Regions from separate parts of the Anser cygnoides genome. Here region 2 is linked to region 1. Evidence: chromatin contacts called from public Hi-C data. All regions are on one chromosome and are shown on one strand. The core of a region is the stretch at or near the end of the contact, and the rest is flanking DNA. Distances in the headings are between cores, read along the strand shown. Region 1 holds the start of POMGNT2 (protein O-linked mannose N-acetylglucosaminyltransferase 2 (beta 1,4-)). Region 2 overlaps LOC106046650 (a long non-coding RNA gene).

Region 1 (7,238 bases), core at 1,621-4,120:
TCTGGAGGGATGGCATGCAGCCTGGCTGGGCTCTCTCTGAAACCTCAACACACAATGGCTCTGTAAAAATAACTAAAAGCAGCCTTCCTTTCCTCTCTACCATCTGGCAGCCGTCCATCTAAATCTTCGAGCCACTGGTATGTCTGTTCTCCACATCCAGCCACCGGGCCCTGTTCCCAGCACAGGTCAGCTCTGTCCAGATAATGGGCTGCACCTCAGGAAGAAAGCAGAGGGCACTTATAGCTTTCAACAAAAGTGCAGGGTGCTGTAAAACTAGCCTGCCATGGGGTCTAAGTGTCTACAGAGGTACCTGCTTGGTTTTATGAGTGATGTATTTATATACAGCTCTGATTTCCTCTTGATGCTCTGTCTTAATGTTAACTGTCCCCCAGTCGGAGGCAAAGCAAAAGCCTTCCTTCCCAGTCACTACAGAGAAGCTGATGGATCTGGCTGACTTCAGCTGAAGGCTTGGAGTGCTGCAGTCCCGCTTGTTGATGCTCGTGAGCAGGCACATCACACATCAGTGGCTCTGCTGGACGGGGGTGGCTGCTGGGATCAGGCCTTCTATTATTTTCTCATTAAAAGAGGTTGCACATATAAAGGGAGCTAAAACCCAAGCACAAAAGGTGAAGAATGAAATAGAAACATTTCAAAGTTTGCCTTAGGTTGGAGCTACTGCTCTGTCTATTGGGCTGTAAAAGGCAGCTCAACGATTCTAGCTCCTAATTGCGGATCCATCCTCTGCCCACGTCTCTGAAAGCTGCTTCATTCCTTGAGCAGTCCTGTTGGGGTGATTTGGGTGTAGCGGTACTGTGCTGGCCCTTGAGCTCAGGCCAGGCCTCTGGCTGCTATTACAATGAGTGACAGTGTCCTGCAGGTCCATGTCACATCTACCAGCCTGGCACAGACATTTCAGGCAGCCAGAGCTGCCTCAGGTGGCACCAGGCACCCATGTCTGGGCACGGAGGTGACTGTCTCCTCTACCAGCATATTCACGTTGCTTTCACTAGGTATCCCCTGTAAAACCTTGTGTTTGGGAAAACAATTCCCTCCCCCTTACAGGTGACAAGCTTAAACATCATATCAGATTAGTCTACAAGCTTGATATTCCAGGAATAATGAACAAACTATTTTGCATGAAAAGTTTATCAGATTATACTCTTTTCCTACTGCAAATTATTCTGAAACAGACATGGCAGTAAATCACTACAGTCCTATGAATATTTCACACAAACATGTTTCAGCCTATGGGTGGATTTTTTATTTTTATTTTTGAATGATTATGTCTGTATCTTTGGCCATTCATTGTCTGTAGTACGTGACTGGCCACTTAATTCAAATTGGTGTAATGTCTGGCTTTTTGACTGGTTCATTAAATACTTCATAACAAGGAGGAAAAATAGCACTGCAGATGACATTTCTGTGAATATGCAAACAGGTATTTGTGAAATCTTAGTTTCCAGAAGAGACTTCTACTCGCAATGCTTTGGGGAAATTAATAGAGAACTGTAAACATTGTTGAAATAAATAGTTAGGTTTTATTCCAGCAAACGTTAATGAAAATGATTATGATGATTATTATTCCTTTGCACCGTTGCTTAGTTGTAAGGATGTAGATCTAACATTCTGAAGTCCCTTTAAGACTGGAGTATAACTCAGAAACCTAATGAGAAAGTCAGTAGATGGGATCTCTTGCAATAGATTTCATTAGCGTAATAGTTCCTGAACAAATCTGGGAAAACGAATCTCAAAAGCCTGATGCTTGCCTTATCAGGCCATGGGAGGTCAACGTTAAAATTTGTATAGACTTTAATGAAGTTATATTTAGTGCAGCAATGAGCATTTCTGAAAACCCTTCGTTCTCACGTATATCTCCTATAACACGAGATAGTTATTTGGATCGTTAGCTACAAAAATTTGCAAGACAGGAAAAGAGACCGGCAGAAGGAGTGCTGAGCTATTAAATTTGATTTTCCCCAAATGACTCTCCGCTTTTCAGGGGCAAACATTTCAACGGCTGAGTTTTACATTATTTCCTGAACATGGTTAGCAGTCCCGTCACTCTGGGAGTATTTAATTATGCACACAAACGCTAGCTAACGTGAAAGATGCTACCAAGCCATTAATTGCCCTTCTCTTCCACTTAGAGGACTGTGTGGGTGTGGAAACGGAAAGCTCCCATGACAAATAAAAAGCCTCGGTGCAGGGAAAGACAAAAGTCCCGCTGGCTTTGAGAGGAGCAGGGTCATGCACAGATGCTGAATGCATAAATGTACGTGTGCTCGGCTGAGTCTGGCTTTTGTGCTGGTCTCTGCGTGCTCTCAGCCAGCTGTTCAAGCTGTGGCAAGCTCCAAATCGCAGTGGCGAATCCTGACCTCACTAAAACTCCCTGTGGGACCTACTGTCACTTTCCGCGGTGGAAAGGAACCCTCCTGTAGTAAAGATACCTGTTACGGGTCAGATTTTTCTGAGGTTTGAAGCTGGCTATGCTTAATAAAGAGGGCTGCCCTCTGGTTTAGCACGGAGCAGAGGAAAGCAGGAGGCCGGCGTGCGGGCAGGGAAAAGGGCCCTGAGGAACACAGCGTGGGAAGGCAGCGGCAGGGATGCTGAGAAACGAGGTGGAAGTTGGAGATGTGAGGAAGAGACGAGGAGTGAAGAGGAAGGGGCACCTGCTCCGGGCTGTGGAAAGGAACACCCATGACAGCCCCGCAGCACCACACAAACCCCATTACCAACCCCAGAAAGCTGGCAAAAGAAGAAGAAGAAAAAAAAAAGGCAAAACAAAAACAAGACAGACGGAGAAGCAGCACGGGGCCTGCCCTGTGAGGGAGCGGCGCACTACAAGCCCCACAACGCCTTTCGGGCCGCGGGCATGCGCCGCCGCCGCCACCGCCACCCCGGGGCTCCACAGCGCGGCGGGCGAGGGGCCGCCGCCTCCCGCTGCCGCCGCCGGAGGGGGCGGTCGGGGCGGCACGGCACGGCGGGGCTGGGCCGGAGGCAGCCGCCGAAGGCAGGTGAGCGGGCACGGCACGGCACGAGGGGGCAGCCCCGGGCAGGGCTGGGTCGGACGTGGAGCCTCGGGAGGGAGAAACCTGGGGCTGGTGGGTGAGGGGCTCGGGAGGCGGTGGCGGCTCCAGGCACGGCCCCGGGGCTCTCTGCCTTCCCCGGGCAGCTGTAGTCGGGAACCCCCCCCTCCGCCCCGGGGGCCTGGCTTGGGGTTCGCAAGCTCGCCAGCCCCTCTAAAGTTGGCCCCGGTGGGTACAGGTGCTGGATGATCCGCCTCCTTCCCCTCGTTCGTTACCGGGTGCTGGGTGCGCGGGGGGAAAAGTTCGTGGTGCGGGTGCCGTTGGGAGCACATGCACGTTCTCAGCTCCCGCTCATCAGCCCGCTTCTCAGCGCCCGAGCTTCGTCCTTTCCCCGGTGGTTAACCTCGCGCCCCAGTGTGCCGTGGAGGTAATGGCTGCTGCCTCCAAACAGCCTGGAGAGACGCGCTCTTGTGTGGCGGTGGTGGCAATAACGCCGGGGTCTGAACAACCCGGGGAACATATCGGTGCTTTCACGCCAGCGCCGTAGTTGGGTAACTGTTGACAAACGCTGACTTCTTAACGGCGGTTGCTGATCCGGGGGGGACGCGTTGGCTTGGGTAATGAAAGCGTAACGGCTCCCTTTCACAGCAGCCTCAGAGCCTAAAGCGCTTGACCCTATGGGTGGGCTCGTTAGCTCGAGCCTGGACGTGGCTGGGAACCAGAAGAGCTCCCAGACACGTCCGATGGGTGCTAAGGCATCGGCGGTGAGACAGGCTGCTCACTGCGCGGTGTCCTTTCCAAAAACGTGGTGGGTACCAAATTCGGGAACTAGATCTAGGAAGCCTGCCTCGCGGTCTGCTGTTCTGCAAAAGCACGTTTTGAGTGGTTTGTCATTTCGAGATGGTGGTTCTGCTGTTTTAACTAACTATCGTCGAAGCTGGAGTCCAGCCCCCAATGTTTGTGCCGTGACACAGACCCTAGGTACCTGGTTAACGTTTTGGGACCAGTTACCTAGAGCCCACTCTCTATTAAGCAGTGTGCAAAATGGATCGGCTCCACGGGCATTTCTTTCCCATTATGTTTTCAAGCTCCTGAGTCACATCTCGCTATGAGCTTAGTGAGGTGCCCTGAAATCGTCTGAAAATTGGGCGTTCTCGTCCCCATTGTTCTCTGTCTTAAAATTGTTGCTTTAAAGTCTTTTTTTAAGTGCTGTTGGTTTAAACAGTTCCCTGTGGCAGCAACCCCAATTCAACTACTGCTCCTCGGAGTTTATAGCAGATTTATATCTGACCTGTGCTAAACGAGCAAGGTCTTCAAGAGGTGTTCTCAAACATATGTTAGAGATCCTCCACTAGTAAAGCTATAATTCTTGGGGGGTTGGACCTGATGATCTCTGGAGGTCCCTTCCAACCCCTACAATTCTGTGATTCTGTGATCATTTTATTCATATAAACAGAGCCATAGATGGCTTCTCTCAGCAGAAGACCTGATCTCTGTTTAAAATGGCTTTTCCAACCAAAGCCTATCTGGGCCGCAAAGAAGCAGCTTTTTCTAGGAAGCAGTGGGAGGCAGGAAGAATCATGAAAAGAAGGTGCTGGAAAGGAGAGCAGTAAACCACTGAGCTCAAACCCAGTCATAGGTTGTCAGCTGCGCAGGCAAAATTTTGCCTTCCCCCACGTGGGACACTAATTTCTTTGGTTGTCACCCAGGATCACCACAGAATTGTGGTTCAGGGCGGTGGGCGGAATGGGTTGGTGGGTCCATAAAGCGTGGGGAGGAGTGGGCTAGGAAAGGTTTTGGTGGAAATGGGTGATGCTTCCCCCGTTTTGCTGGCCACCTCCCCGGGGAAGCCAGCGGTTGTGCTTAAGGGACAGTTCATGCTTGGCATGGGGTGGTGACCGAGGGTTAGCTTTGCTAGGTGAGCGTGTGACATGGGACTCTCCTTCTTCTTTCAGACCTTCGCTGCTGGTGGCAGGACGTGCTCCCTCCTGTGTCAGCGCACCGTCGGCTCCAACACTGTCCTGCAGCTGCCTCTCCTGTCCTGGCAGAGAACTGGTAGGTGCAAGGTGCTGGAAGAAAGCAGGTTTCTTTCTCTGCCCTCCAAGCACGCGGGCTGGGCCTGGCTGTGCAGCAGGAGGAGGGCAGCTGCTCACACTTGGTCATGCTACGCAGCCCTCGGCTCTGGAGCTAGCTGCGAGCTGGGCATTGAACTCAGCGTGGCGGAATTTAAGCTGTGAGTTTTCAAAGCCAATTACTGGATGCAGCCTGTGTCTGACGAGCTTCAGTTTCATTAGCTGCCTCCCAGGAGTACTGAGCCACACAGCTCACCTTTGCCGAGTTCAGATTCTCCTCTGTGATGTTATTAGTTGTTCTTAAAAATAGCTTCATCGGTCCACTTTAAAAGAAGTGGTCTGCTCTGATAACAATGCCTGCTGGTGCTTTCCCAGATGAGGGACTTGTCACTTTCCCTCCTGTCATACACACGGCTTCTGCCCTATATAGAAAACGGCTTAAGAGACTACAAAATAGCCACCAGTGTTGCATAAAGATGTATGTGTTTGGTTAGGAGCAGCCAAACACTCCTTATTTAACTGCTTTGGACAGTGTCAGTTTATGAAGAGTACAGGATCAAACTAAACGCAGAGCTGAAGGCAGTTCTTCTAATACCTGTGTCTTGGGGAAATCTTGATGATAATTTCTCTTACATAACAAAATGACAATAGGTTAAAAATCTCTCTTTTATTTTTTGTATAATTCCCATTAGAAGTTCATTAGCTTTCAAAGGATCTGAAATACTACTCTGTGTGTGTCTGTATAATCTCTAATATTCTCATAGGGTGCTGGGAAGCAACCAGACAAATAATACAAAGACAATTTCAATCATTTCTGAGGGTCTGGAAAGTAGTTGTGTGCTTGTGCACACCAGGAGTATCATGGAGAAACTGCAATAGCATGACGTATCTAGTAACTCGTTTTATAATGGTGTATGGAATAGCGATATTCTAATTTACTCATTTCTGTGATATTTTGTAAGCAGATGGCATTTTTGAAAAGCTCTATTAATTCTGTGGGAATTTGATAATGGCTAATTGCTGAGGAATTAGAAGTGAGCAGCAAAGTGAGGCTCCTGACTTCTCTGCTCTCAAAAGAGAGGCAACCCTCCGCAGCCTCATTTGTAAGCTGCTCTCCTCTTAGAAATCCTTGCTCGAGAGTATTCACCAGTGTCTTCGGCATAAATTGGGAACCTGTTGGTCACTCTTGATTAATTGAACTGTGCTCCGTGAACCAGTCACGTGCTATTGCGGGAAAAAGCACCAGGGAGGTCACGACTTGCTGTAGGACTAAGTACACTGTGAATTTTCATAGGAGAGGCTTTTACTCTTTCCATCTTTTTTAACTGGCTTCTCATTCCTTTCCTTTTTTCCTTTTTTGTATCTCCGTTTCTCTATCGCTCTGGCTTTGACTTAGGTCTAGTCGTGTACTTTAAGCACCTGCCTAAGTGGTCACAGCATAGCGCATCAGTTCTGTGCCATCAGAGGATCACGTTTCAAAATTACAACTTTTCTTCTGAACAAGGAGGGGAAAAAAAGGGTTTCTGGTTACCATGGTGATGAGCGCTTCAGAAATGTCTATAAATAAATAAAGTAAACAGCTGATTGTTGGACTTTGATTTGCAGTATTTTTGTTTTGCTAATGCGATAATTAAAATATCAGAATAGAAGGTGACATTTTACCAGTTCTGTTGAATAGATATTATCCTTATGTCTTCAGCTTTACAGTATTTCTGTTGAAAACAATTAAAGAGCAAGTCGTTTTTGTTTTTTTTTTCTGTCTGTGGAAATTTGATGTTTTGAAAAATCTTTAGTCTAGAATTTGTGCAAGAACTTCTGGAAGTCAAAAGGCATTCCATTAAAAAGGCGTTACCCGTTTAAGTTTAGAACCTTTTCCTTTGTTGAATGATCAGTTTAGTTTCTAGGTAGAAACTGATTTTGGGGTTTGTAGGCAGCCTGAATCGGAAGAGTCAGAGCTTCCTGGTAGAGCAACTGGGAGCTGGGTAGGGTGGGAGATGGTGGGGTTGAAAGTGATCCAGGATGAAGAGCTTGGGTTTGGTGCAGCTAGAGACAGTGAGGATGCTGGAGCAGGACCTGGTGCCCAAAACACTAAGAGTTTTCTCAGGTGGAAGGCGCCGTTGTTACTGGCACGTTCTGCCTT
Region 2 (7,238 bases), core at 3,134-5,633, 230 kb after region 1:
AAATTCCCACTAGTGAGTAGTAGTGAAGCTGGCTGGTAGGATAAACAGCATTTTGAAAATACTGCATTGCTAGACAGTACCACAGTACCGTCTGTAATTTCCTTACAGTGATTCTAAGAGTTGAGCAGGTATTAAATACAGATTTTATTTGGCTATGACTAACCTTTTATTCAGTTTAGAATTAAATAGTAAAGCCTATGGGGGGAAAAAAAGCCCTCAAGACATCCAAAGAGTTATTCAGTGTTACAGTCAGCAAATTACCTTTAACAGCACAGAATATTTCATAGAAGAGAAGTCAGCTGCAGAAAGCAAGTCACAACAGCAGGACAGCTCTGTCTCCTTCTCAGAGAGCAGGGATATTCCCACTCAGATGTGATTTTCTTTCTTTTCTTCCATTGGCTTCCATGCATTTCAGGCATTTAAGTTTAACATTTGCAGATCTCTCACTATCAAGTGTGAATCTAAACAGGATACTTACCTCAGAGAATGCCTACATCTTTAGAAAAGCGATGTGGCATGCTTCTGAGCCAGCTTTCTCCCCTCCATCCTTCCTGGTCCCTCTTATAAATGATTGAATAGAATTTCTTCTGCCTATGGAAAGTTGCTCTCTATAGCCAATAGTACAGTTAGGTTTTCAAACTAATGTTTCTTCTAACAAATGACTCTACAAGCACTAAGTCCTGTAGAGGCAAGTACCTGGCACTGTAGCTTCCACACATTTGTTCATTAATATGCTCCAGAAGTAGTTTGCATAAAATTTTCAATTTCCTACCCAGCACAGAAAATAATCATTGGCAAGAGGAAACAGTGCAAAGAGAAAGCAGAACATATTGCTGCTGACCAAATTTCCATAGATCTCTGGGACTCAGCAGAAAGTACATAGTTGTATGAAAATTAACTTCCACGGGCCTACGTGGATGAATGCTGTTATTATTCCTGTAGAAACATATCTAGGGAATCTTATTCATAATTAAATAAGCATGAAATAGGAACTAACCTTGTTCCTTGTCCAGGATACTGGAAAAAATACTGGTTTAGACAGGCAAATACACTTGCTGTTCTTTGTTGTAAGCTGTATACCTCCATTTTAGTTCTGGTTACATTACCTTGTCTATCAGCAAGTGAAAATAATAAGCTTGTTTCTTCACCAGTTTCCTTAAAAATACCAAGTGGCAGGTGTGCCCTAAGAACACAAAATTGGCTATAAGCTCATAACATTGCACATCTTGGAAACTGTGCTGATAAATGGAACAAGGTCTGAATTTTGGTTAACGCTGAGCTGTGCTGATGGATCATCCTCCCTCTCCCCTCCTGCTCACTTCTTCGGTGGCTTTTACAGGGTGACTACAATAGCTTTTCAAGCAAAGTTTCGTCTCTGGCAAAAGCATCTGACCCTGGACTGAAAAAGTCAGCCAGAAGTTCAAACTGTGCTCAGAGTTAATCAGGTAGTCCTTTTTGAAGGACAGTGGCTGAAAAAACAATAGCAAATACTCGTAACATAGAGTTTAATTTTCTAGTAACTAAGATTCACTCCTAGTAGGGCATGGGGAAACTAGATTTGCTGTTCAGGTACTGAACTAGGGGTGCATGCTGTGGTTGGAAAAGATCAGTGAGGTTTTTATATTACTGTACGTTTCAGGTGTTTAAAATAAATCGCACTGCACAACACCTCTCCACAGATACTGAAAGTAATGTTCAGTTGCTCACACAGAAAGCAAAACAGAACTGTTTCATCCCTCTCAAATACGAATTTTGTAAAATTCACATGCCTTGCACCTGCAGGTTGTTTAAGCCATCTGGCTGACCAAACTGTCCTCAGGTATGTTCACACCTCTATGCTAAAGGAAAAAGGCCCTGTATTGTCCCTGGCAGTACAACTATGAATTACACATAAGTCTATTGTAGGCATCTTTTTATGATGCATTTTGATATCAGTGTGTCTCCAGCTGGTAGCTGGTATCCTGAGATATGTAGCAGACCTTACTATTCAATATCTTAGATTTTTATTTGCACTGAATAACACTTTGTTCATGTTGGTTTTAATCCTGCAAAATTTATGCACATGCTTACACTGGTGCAGTAAAAACAGTCCTGCACTACGCTGTCATCGGTCTTCGCAAAATAATAATAAAAAAAATGAGCAGCTCTGAAAGTCTTTCCAGGTTTGGGTCCTAAAATTATTCTGGAAATGTGTGGTTACTTATGGTTTTAATGTGAGGAAGTTTATCCTTGTTTTATAGAGATTCTGCTTAGAACCTTCTGCTTTTTGTTTGAAGTTTATGCTTTTCTGAAGTTTATGTTACACCATAAACAATATGCTGTATTTTGTACACTGGAGTCACCCATGCGGAAAGATAATGTTCACAAAAAAGGATAACCTAGTCTTAAAAATAAATTAACATTTTTCCTTAACTTACAGATTGACCATTTTGTACAGGAAGAAATACGTGGAAATAATTTACCTGAAGAAATGGCAATTTGTGCTGTGCATTCCACTACATCTGCTATGAAGCAGTACGATAAGAAATACACTTTAGTCTAACAGTTCTAATGGGTAAGTGTATTCACCATAATAATTTCTAAGCTGTTCTACATTCAGAGTTGGATTATTGTAGCCAGTGAGTACCACAGTATTCACCAAGGCCAAATGCCATTCACATGAATTTGCCATTTGAGTGCATAATCAGGCAGTAACTCGTTCTCTAATAAACTGCATTAGTTCTATGTGTTAGTTTGTTGGTTTTTTTTGTTACCATCTTTGCACACAGTATCCCATTCTATATACTTCCTGACCTTTCATACATCTAGAGCCCCCCCAGTGCTATCTTTCTTCAAAAGCTACAGCACAGACCTCTTTTATTATGTGCTCAAGGAATAACTAAAGACAAATAGTGGCTTAGACCATGCCCATGCCTACACTAAAGGCATTTGCACCAATTCATAAATGAAGTGACATCAATCTGTGTTTATTTGGGCAAGGCGTTAATACACAGATCTGTGGGTATGGGAGTATGGGGGTGGATTAGTTGACCTATAAAGGTCCCATCCAGCTGATTTTTCTGTTTCTGTGATTTCTAAGAAGAGGGGGTGGAGGACAAACTAACAGATGGGAAGTATGTTTACTCTCTCTTGTTTTCAGATCTCGTATATCAGTGCCCAGCGATGCCAGCTGAATGTGGATTTGGGGGGGAGGAGTGTTGATGGCTTCAGCCCTCTTTATTTCTGCAGAGGGAAATAATATGAGTCTTTCAAAGTTTATTCCTCAATGACATTGTTTTGTCTTGCAGTTCGGAGTGCTAGACCATGAATCCCTTCTGCACCTAGAGAGGCATTTGTCTTTACAAAAAGCTCTATCTGAACAATTCATGACAGTTAATAAAGAAAGCACTTCGAGTCCTGACACACTGAATATTACACAGGTAAATCAGTCTTCAGAAGCTGATTGCAGACAAGTTCTTTCACAGGATACATCTTTCATTAGTGGTACTAATTGCTTGAATGCTAGACATCTACCGAAAGAGATGAGTAAAAGGAAAACAGAGTTACAGAAACAATAACAAAATGACATATGTAGGAATGACAGCAGGTGGTAGAGCCATGTGACATTAGATTTGCCAAGTACAATTTGTATTCTCTCAGGTTCTGTATTTTCTGCCAAATATTACCTTAAATTCTCAGAATCCAGGAGAAAAAAATACTTTTGTGTTCATTTTTGCACGGCATGTGGTAATATTTTCAATTGATAGTTTTAAGTATTGTTCTTTTAATATATTATATCTTCCTACTTACAGTCTGCTACTGATAAGCCTAATAACAAGAAACAAAAACATACCAGGTAGCTATTCAAAATGCTTTTAAGCACAGCTGCTTGGGCAGTCATGCTTGCGCTGCAGTGACTTCTTGCAACAAGTCAAAGGGACAGTAGCAACTTCTAAGTATAATAAAAGCAAGGTGCACTAGTATATGTATCAAGGTAATGCTTCATTAATGAGTGCACAGTGAAGAATATAAAAGCACATAACTGGATTTTTCTGAAGGCCATACTGACTTGGGAGGAATGTCAAAGCGCTCCACTTCCCATTATGTGCCAGAAGCGTTTTCTGCCTAGGCTTCTGTGCATCATGCCTGGTGTAAACCAGGCACGAGGGTGGTGTAAAAGGCTCCATCTGTTGTGCTGGCTCCAATCCACTTGGCAGAAGACAGAACCCATGAAAATAAGAGATGAGAAAAGGGAATTGTGAACCCACTTCCTCCTCTCCCCACTCTATCTGTCCCTGGTATGTTCTTCTCTAGGAGCAGGAGGAGCAGTGTCCTTGCTCTTGATTGCTTAAAAAAAAAATTAGGGGAGTTGGGGTGCTTCATGCATCTTGCTCAGCCCTGTGGTAACAGCACAGGGGCCATTCATGGTTTGGATTTGGAGGTTTACATTTCTTAAAGAAGCAAAATGTTTTCTAAAGAGTGAAAAAAAAACAAGAGTCATTTTACCACTTTGGGAACCAAGCATACACTTCCTGGTTGGTTGCTCTGCTCGTAGCTGGTTTCGTTTCTGTATTGAGAAAATGCCAGGCAAATAATAAATCAGGTTCAAGTTCAAACAGTGCTTGTAACAGTTTGTTGTAGCAAAACATTTCTAGATGATGAAATGTTCTAGGCAATGGGACTGCATGGACTCAGTCTCATCAGGAGGTTCTCATTGAGATGAGTACTGCTAGTTACAGGATTAGCCACCTGTGTAGAGCACCTGTACACCCTTAGCAGGGTCACAATTTATCAAGAGAATTCAGAACCTTTTCTTTGTCCCCATTACTTCCTAAGCAAAGCTTTTTCTCCAGAGTCATGGTAGCTCCTCTTTAACTCGCATGCAACATGATCACAAAATGAAGAGGCCCCCTTTACAGCCATATGAACCCATACCAAGGACAGACAGCTCTACACATTTCTTGTGAAGGTCAAACAGGAAAGGAAAGACCTGCTTGGTTGGAAGCACATCACGAGGCTGGGGAGAGACTCGGTTTCACTCTGAATAGCAATTCTTCCTCTCTTGTGAATGGAAAAAATGCAGAGCAATCTGGTATCGTATGTCCACACTGACATCTAGTGCTGAAAAAATTGCACTAGCCAGTGGGGAAGCAAAGAGGCAAAAAGGTGTTGGACTGGAATGAAAATTTTTAAAATATAGCAAAGCATCGCTTCTGCTTTATGAAAGTGACTGCCAGTGGGTGGCCCTCCCAGTGGGAAGGAGGTGTCCTGGCTCCATGAACCTGGGTGCTGTGGAGGCACCCCTTGGAGAAGCATCCCTTGGAGAAGCCCACAGCCAGATGCTCCATGTGGCAACCCCTTGGTGTCCCTGCAAACCTCCCTTCAGGACACGAGGAATCACGAGTCCGTTTTGCAGCCACTGGCACTGTGGGATTTAGCAGAGCAGTGCTGCCAACGGCCCAGTAATCTCGATTTTTTCAAATGAAGCCTTCACAGGTATAAAATGTTCTTACTTTCCAATCCAAGAAGAGAATTCAATTCCCTGGTAAATCAGAAAGCGTATCTCCCTCTCTAAGCTTTTTCTAGAGAAAGGGATCATTTGCTTAACAGTGGCTTTTAGTCGTTAATGTTCTCTTACCTCCCATTTCAGTACGAAGCATTCTTGTTGCTTTCCCACATGCATACAAAATTGCCCTTTGTAATATTTTGCTTTAAGGGCAGGCAGAGACTGAAAAACAAAATATTTGTGATTTTTCATTGTGATTTCTATCTACCGTGGGGAGGTAACAAGCAATAATAATGTACAGAATAATGAGTATTTTTCAATGTCAGCTGCCAGCATACTTCTTTTCCTGTCACCAGGGAAATTGTGAGATTAAAACCAAGTGCTCTGTGTGCTTCAGAAGTGATATATGCATGTCAGCGTTGGATAAATCATCAAAGGAGAAGAGCAAAAAGGACAGATCCAAAACCGCTGAGATCAATGGACTTTTTTTTTTTTTTTTTTTTTTTTTTTTTTTTTTTTTGTCCTCCATTGAATCCCATGAGCTTTGGATCAGGTCCCAGGGGAATGTCAGAGCTCTGCCAGCCCCACTGAGACGCTGCCGTCCAAACGCCGGCGTGCTGCTTGGCAAGCCCCAGCAGCAAGGTTCAGCAGCGGCTGGCAGATGCGTGCTCCACAGAGGGAATCCTCTTGTTCATAAACTGAATTTCCCAGCGGGACCCAGCACAGTGCGCTTCTTGTTTCTCTGCGTGGAGGCGAAGTGGGTCCTGACCTACCAGGCCCTGCTGCTCATGATGACATCCCTGTCCTCCAGAAGCCCTGTGCTGGGCTCTGTGGCACACTGGCAAGCTATCTCCTGCCGTTTGGTGCCACCTGAGAATACCTATTACCTCCTCTTCCCTCACAGCACAGCAAGCAGCAAAAGGCAGGATTTAGCCCTGAGTGCTTTGTGAGTGTGCAAGCCTCAGGAAGAAATATGGCTTTTATCCTGTCAGTAGTACCCTTCCCATCCTTAGAGTCAGAAAGCCCAAGTATTAAGGTGCAATTTCCTCTTTTAATTTTGAAGTTCTTTATTTTTTCTTGAATGATAATCACAAAGAAATAAGCATATTGCCACATCTAGGCTGCATTTTTTTTCCCATCTCTTGTAATCAACAACCATATGCGGATTTTAAAAAACATTTCAGATTCTTGTGTCTGGGATGGACAGATTGGGATGAGCAGGGAGGATTGGCAGGCCCAATTAGACAATGAGTAGCATAAGTAGCTGTCAAAAATAAGGATAGAGCAGGAGAAAGCATGTGGCATCTCTCACTAGATAAGCTGTAATGATTGGCATGTTCAGTCAGAAACATTCTTTTTTCTGATTTAATGGGGGCTTAGAGTAGTCTATAGATGAATTGTCTCACAGCTGAGACCATGCAAATCAAGCATTAAAAAAGTAGGGTTAGAGTCTGGTGTCAGTTTAAATTCCATTAATATCAGTGGAATCAGGCCAAATTTATACACCCAAATTTATAGGGTGCAAAACTTGGCCCATATTTATTATTAGAAGCAAAAGCAAGCAAAACTGCATCACATGTTGAGTATCTTCTTGTAACAAAAAGTAATACCAGAGGGAGAGAGAGAAGGAGGTAAAGAAGGAGAAGGGGAAGGGGATGGAGAAGAAGGAAAAGAACGAGGAGAAGGAAAGAGAGAAAGGGAAGGGGAAAGGGAAAGAAAAAAAATGTAGGAACTTAAGAAAATTCTCTGTTGA

What was found. Hi-C and Micro-C count contacts between places; a contact is called where the count stands out from the background.
Region 2: a Hi-C map of liver shows a contact between it and region 1, with 1.8 times the contacts expected there. The contact joins the enhancer-like site here to the promoter of POMGNT2 in region 1. A contact is called at or near these places in 2 of 7 Hi-C or Micro-C datasets (granulosa cells and liver).

Annotation. Positions count from the first base shown.
Region 1 is chr2:44,867,296-44,874,533 of Taihu_goose_T2T_genome, forward strand. POMGNT2 (protein O-linked mannose N-acetylglucosaminyltransferase 2 (beta 1,4-)) reads left to right here and starts at 2,871. Exons shown (of 3, transcript XM_048078016.2): 1 at 2,871-3,014; 2 at 4,982-5,081.
Region 2 is chr2:45,095,563-45,102,800 of Taihu_goose_T2T_genome, forward strand. It overlaps LOC106046650 (a long non-coding RNA gene), which reads left to right. Exons shown (of 4, transcript XR_010829245.1): 3 at 2,420-2,554; 4 at 3,288-3,568. Among named protein-coding and RNA genes, the nearest start is that of ZNRF2, 5.2 kb to the left of the region's middle. Within about 2 kb of position 4,384, at least 1 of the 3 cell types and tissues checked has open chromatin away from gene starts, as enhancers often do. A contact at or near this core is called in liver, where this site is marked.